Regions from separate parts of the Mus musculus genome. Here region 1 is linked to region 2. Evidence: chromatin contacts called from public HiChIP or PLAC-seq data. All regions are on one chromosome and are shown on one strand. The core of a region is the stretch at or near the end of the contact, and the rest is flanking DNA. Distances in the headings are between cores, read along the strand shown. Region 1 has its middle 31 kb from the start of Tmed3. Region 2 holds the start of Minar1 (membrane integral NOTCH2 associated receptor 1).

Region 1 (2,757 bases), core at 248-2,747, 51 kb after region 2:
AACTGTGCAAAGGAGACATGACTGGCCTCTGGCAGCTTAGGAAAAGACAGGGTCCCTCATAGAATTGGTGCTACCAGTGCAGGCTGGGTGCCCACAGCAAGATTTCCCCAAACCCTGAAACATTACATTTATTGTGAATTGGGCAGTGTGCTGATATGGACATTGGCATGTGGCAGCTCTAGGCAGACACTACTGTCAGCTATGAGAAGATAGGGCTCATCATGGCTTATATTATTGTGTAATTGTTGTAGCTGTTAGAATAATTGTGGGGAGAGCCTGCGGTCCTCCCAGATGCCAGCATCCATAGAAAGAAGCTGTCTCTAGGAACAGCACCTACTAAGCTGGCCATTTCATTCCAGTTCCCAACTCCTGAGACATAAGCCATCATCACAGTAAACCTACAAGCTGCAGGGATGCCTGCAGGGTGGCCTCAGAGTCCATCTTCCTGAGACAACCTGCCCTTCCTTTACCTTGACAAAGGCTTGGATGATATAGGGGAGACCCTTTACGATAATCTAAGCCCTGATTTTGTAGGAAGTGTTGAAGATAGAGACTCCATCCAAGGGGTTACTTTGGGCACAATGCAAATAATTTTACAGTTAGGGAAATGGGGGCTCAGACCAAACCACTTCCTGCTTAGTAGCAGAAGTGGTCACCTCTTAACCATGGTACAGTGTTCTTTAATGTTTGGCTTTTGAAACATCTTTCTATATAGTCCTGATGATTTGGTATTCACTATGTGACTCAGGCTGACCTTAAACTAATGGCAATCCTTCTGCCCCCATCTCCTGAATGCTAAGACTAGAGGCATGAACTACAACAGCAGGTGAACTGTGTGGTGTCCCTAAGGATGCAGCCTCTGATAGCATCAAGATTTTGACAAGCTCTCTGAGGGAGAAGAGAAGTAGTTTGGAAACAGTAAGAGCAAGTCAGAGAGTTGCCTGGTGGTAAATGTGAGCCTGTGAGTGTGCTGAAATGACTCTACAATCGCACAGCATCGTGCCAGGCCCCTTTGAGGCGCTGCGAAAGAATCAGGCAAGCGATATGACCATCCTGACAATATACCAGAGCCAGAGCAGAGCAGCTGTAGAAACTCTTGTCCTCCAGGAGGCATTCTGATGACGCTCCAAGCCTGGTCTTCCAACCTGGGCACCCTAGGGCCGGGGAATAACCTCCATGACATTCAGCAGTTGCTCTAGACCCAAGACACCCAAGGGGATACTCTAGTGCTACTGATACAACCTGGTCTTCACAGGGGGTTATGGTTCTATGGATCACCTGCTACCTCTTGACTATTGTTCTGCTGAGTGTGCATGTCCCAGACTGTCCCTGCTGAGGTTAGCAGGAAGCAAGGCTGAGACAGTCTCATTAGCTCCTGTCCATTGTGGGATTTTCTACTTCTGGTTCATGGGGGTCTGTGTGAATTGTTGCCTTTGTTCAAGCTGGCTATGCAAGACAGGTCACACCAACTGGCCAGAGTTTTAGCTCTGCTGCCACCTGGTGGTAGGAATTGCCTTTCACAGGAATTAGAACTTTCTGCAGCCTTACAACTGCTTAAAATGATCATATAGATCTCCTTCCGTGTCTTTTTAAAAAAATCAACTTGCTTTATTGATACACACAAGAAAGAAAAATCTGAATGTGCATTGTCTTGAACATACAGCATCCAACCCCACCCGAGGTGCCAAACAAAAGAATAATTTGAAATAACATCATGAAAAATAAGTTCTTTAATAAAGGCATCAGTTAGGTTCATCTAAGGCTCTGCTCTTTCAAGTATCGGAGGAATTTCCACGATGCTGAAGTGAGGTATAGGAGCCTACCTGTGTTGGCCTGGGTTATATCTGATTATATACAAACACCATGACAGGGAAAGATTTCTCATCTGCCAAAAAATTGTATTACTTTCACAGATGTATTAAAATTTGTTTAGATTAAATGAAATGTTAAGATTGTTCATAAAATTATCTCAGGGAGAGGGATTTCTTCAGTTTTGATGTATCTTTTCTTACCTTCTGATAAAAGAAACATCCTTCTCAATTTAATTATTTAGTGTCAGCATAACCGTTTGCTGTTGCATATGGTGTGCACTAATGCACACAGCTTTATGCCAAAGCTCCTCCACTGGTGAGAAGCCATGCTAATGACTGGATGGGGACCATGGTGGCGGATTGCCATCTTCCACGTGGTACAAAAGTTTTACAGATTTGGAAACAAATGAACAGAAACTAAACCAAAAAGGATGGCTAAAACAATCCTGGATAATGAAAGAACTACTGAAGGCATCACTACCCCCAATCTCAAATGATGCTACAGAGCTATAGTAATAAAAACAGAATAATATTGGCATACAAACAGACAGGTGAATAAATTGAGTCAAACTGAAGCCTTAGACGTAAGTTCATACATCTCCATATGTGATATGTGTGTGTGTGTGTGTGTGTGTGTGTGTGTGTGTGTGTGTGTGTGTTTATGAATGACCTGGAAACACACGTGGATAAAAGGTAGCATCTTTAACAAACTGTGCTGATCAAAGTGGACTGCTGCTTGTGGATGTCTCCAAATAGGTCCACATTTATCACTCTGCATAAAAACCTCCAAATGGATCAAAGACACAACATAAGGCCGAATACACTGCATCTAACTCCACTCTTTGTCTACTTTGAAGATAGCAAGGTGCCTTGGTCCTGAAGAATCCTGTATAAGTAAATCAGGAAATATTGGGAAATTCTTTAACCATGATTGGACAAATGAGAA
Region 2 (2,823 bases), core at 9-2,508:
GTTTACAACCTTTGACTACTATTTCACAAACAACGTCGGCATGCATGCTGTTAGAGCAAGCTACTCAATTGCTTCCCAGAAGCTCCCTGCACTCTTGCAGAGAGGACCAATGACTACTTGCTGGTTTTGTGGCCTCGCAGAGTACAGGACTTGGCAGGGATGGCGGTAGAGCAGGTGGGAAAGGCTGCTGAGAGGTGAGCTAGTGTGTGAATGAACTCAAGCCCCGCTGCCAGCCAGGCCTTGCTTTGGTGTTTTTCTGGCAGGTGAAGTTGAACGTCTCCAGGAGGAAAGACACCTCCTTTCCACAACAATGTGACTGGAAATCGCAATTTAACGTTGGGATACACTGGTCCGTTTTTCTAGGGTTGGTTCAGTTCTCCACCTTACTCCGATAGGTCGGGGGTGGGGAGGTGTCACACAAACAGTTCACCTACTTGACCCCCAAAACACCGTTGTTTGAAATGAATTCTTAACCAGGAAAACTTGCCCAGAATTTTGTGGTCTTTGGCCATTGTATCTCTACTTTCATCTCTTTTCCCTCCACCAGATATGGCCAAGCCTACTACCTACCGCGCGCGCGCACACACACACACACACACACACACACACACACACACACACGCACACCACACGCAAACACACATACCACATGCGCGTGCACACGCACACCCCTTTTCCCACTACCGTACCGAGCTCAGCGAAAAGGGTCTCCGTGCCCAGGCGGCCTGCAGTCGGGAACCTATCGGAGCCAGGGAGGAGTGCCAGTAGCCTGGGACTTTACACAGAGTCCCTGTGTAATAGCAACCGGCACGTAGCGATCACACCTTGCACGCACATACTTGCACATGTGCGCTCGGGTGCCCATGGGTCTCCCGCTTTCTGAAGTTACCTCTGGGGGCTGCTCCAGCTCTCCGTCCCCGGTCCTCCGCAGCTCTTGCGTGGCTCTGAGGTGGTGGTCCACAGGGCCTCCAACGCAGAGCTTCCCGAAGGTTCCCTAGGCAAAAGAATCCTAGGCTCCAGGGCAGCCCAGGCTTTGCACTTGGGGCAACACCCCTGGCGTAGGTTAACTTCAGCCCCCACAGCACGAGGTCTGGATCTGCAGACTAGGGTCGCACCCGGGCTTTCCTGGGCAGTCGGCAGCCACTGCCCACTTGCATGATGCTGGGGCTCTCAGCGGCTGGAGGATGCGGCCTCAGAGTCCGGATCAGCCCCAATCTCGGTTTCTGAGGCTCAGCCAGTGTCACCACATCACGGTCTTGGATACCGTGGGCAGCTCGGGCCAGGAACTCGATGGCCAGAGACCCAGTTTAGCCTCTCCATCATCTCCCGCCTGGGGAGCAGAGGAAGGCAGGACTCTCCAGCAGTGGGCTCGTGCTCCCTAGGGCGGGAGGGGCAGACTCCAGAGGGGCGCGGCAATAGCGCCGAGGGCGTGCCCTGCCAGAGGCTGCAGCCACCTAGAGAGTGGGCGCCCGCAACCCCAGAGTCCTGAGAAAGCCTCTGCTTCCTTAAGAGTCGCGCCTGCTGAGACCGGGCAAAAGCAAGCAGAGGTTGGAACTGGAGGGAGCCTCGGGCCAGATCCACCCCGGGGTTTGCTTCTCCCTATTTCCGGATGCTGAAGGTGACTGCGGCCCCCAGTGGAGAAGCAGAAGCTAACATCGTCCGCTGCTCTCCTTTTCTCCAGGTGCACTCTGCTCACCCTTCTGGGGCCTCAGACTCTGCAGTGCTTCACCAGGCCAGGGCAAACTGGTCACTTGGCTCATTGATGTTTCCCTCCTGGCCGGTGTTGGCTTCATTGGTACCCAGATTGGAGAGACTAGCGTTCACGTGACCAGCCCTCCCCAAACACGCACTCACACTCTTAACGGAATAGATTTCCAAAAGTCCAATTGGATACATCGATGAGGACTGGAGGCTTTTCCCAAGCCATCTAGGGTACTGCAGTGGGACTGAAATGCAGCAGCCTGCCTGTGGTGCCACCATTTATACAGATTGTCTTCCTCAGCTGGGAAAGTCACACAAACAGCGCTTTAAAGAAACGGAATTATAGTTTCAAACTCGTGGAATCAAGAGAAGAGTAGAGAAAAGAGAGAGAGAGAGAGAGAGAGAGAGAGAGAGAGAGAGAGAGAGAGAGAGAGAGAACCGGAGGGAAGGGGGAAGGAAAGGGAGGGAAGGAGAGGGGAGGAAAGGGAAGCGGGATGGAGGGGAGGGGAGGGAAAGGAAGGGGAGGGAAGGGGAGGGAAGGGGAGGGAAGGGAAGGGGGGGAAGCCTACTATTGGGGAACAAATAACTAAGGGGTGGCACCCTCTTAGGTTACTTTTCCAAGAGTGCAACCAAATGCAGGTTCCTGGCTAACTTTGTGACCTGTGGTCTGTCTTCTGTCCTTGGGAGGTGGTGGGGGCTGGAGGAGGGACACTGGTCTCCATGACAGCTTTCCTGCCTGAGGTTTTTTTGCTATGACTGGAAGCGTTCTAAAAGTGAACCTGTTAATACATGGATACTTTAAATAAAGCCTCATGGGGTAATAAGCTGCCAGCTGGATTTTCCCAGAATTTCACCCTTATTACTTTAGTGCCAGGCAAGACCATGCTCCTCTAGGGAGGACAAAAGCAACTGAGAGGTGAAAGAAAGGTCAAGTTTATTTGATCCACTGTACCTTGCTTGCCTAGGAGTCTAAATTTGTAACCAGTAGTGTCTTGGTCCAAACAATCTGGGGGATAGTCAGCAGTCAAAGATCTGCTAACTGATATGGAAGGCAAAGAGGGGCAGAGGGAGACAGACCTAACCCTGAGGAATAACTGTTAACTGTGCTGAGCAAGAAGTCCA

What was found. HiChIP or PLAC-seq counts read pairs in DNA pulled down with a chosen protein or histone mark.
Region 1: an H3K4me3 HiChIP or PLAC-seq map of neural tube shows a contact between it and region 2, with 2.2 times the contacts expected there. The contact joins the enhancer-like site here to the promoter of Minar1 in region 2. A contact is called at or near these places in 2 of 39 promoter capture datasets (the C10 cell line and embryonic stem cells), 7 of 484 Hi-C or Micro-C datasets (Sertoli cells, bone marrow-derived macrophages, cerebral cortex and 4 more) and 4 of 115 datasets of contacts at active chromatin or transcription factors (SST interneurons, microglia, neural tube and 1 more).

Annotation. Positions count from the first base shown.
Region 1 is chr9:89,672,949-89,675,705 of GRCm38.p6, forward strand. No RefSeq gene overlaps it. Among named protein-coding and RNA genes, the nearest start is that of Tmed3, 31 kb to the right of the region's middle. Within about 2 kb of position 1,498, at least 4 of the 459 cell types and tissues checked have an H3K27ac peak or open chromatin away from gene starts, as enhancers often do. A contact at or near this core is called in neural tube, where this site is marked.
Region 2 is chr9:89,621,728-89,624,550 of GRCm38.p6, forward strand. It overlaps Minar1 (membrane integral NOTCH2 associated receptor 1), which reads right to left and starts at 1,259. Exons shown (of 4, transcript NM_153509.2): 1 at 890-1,259.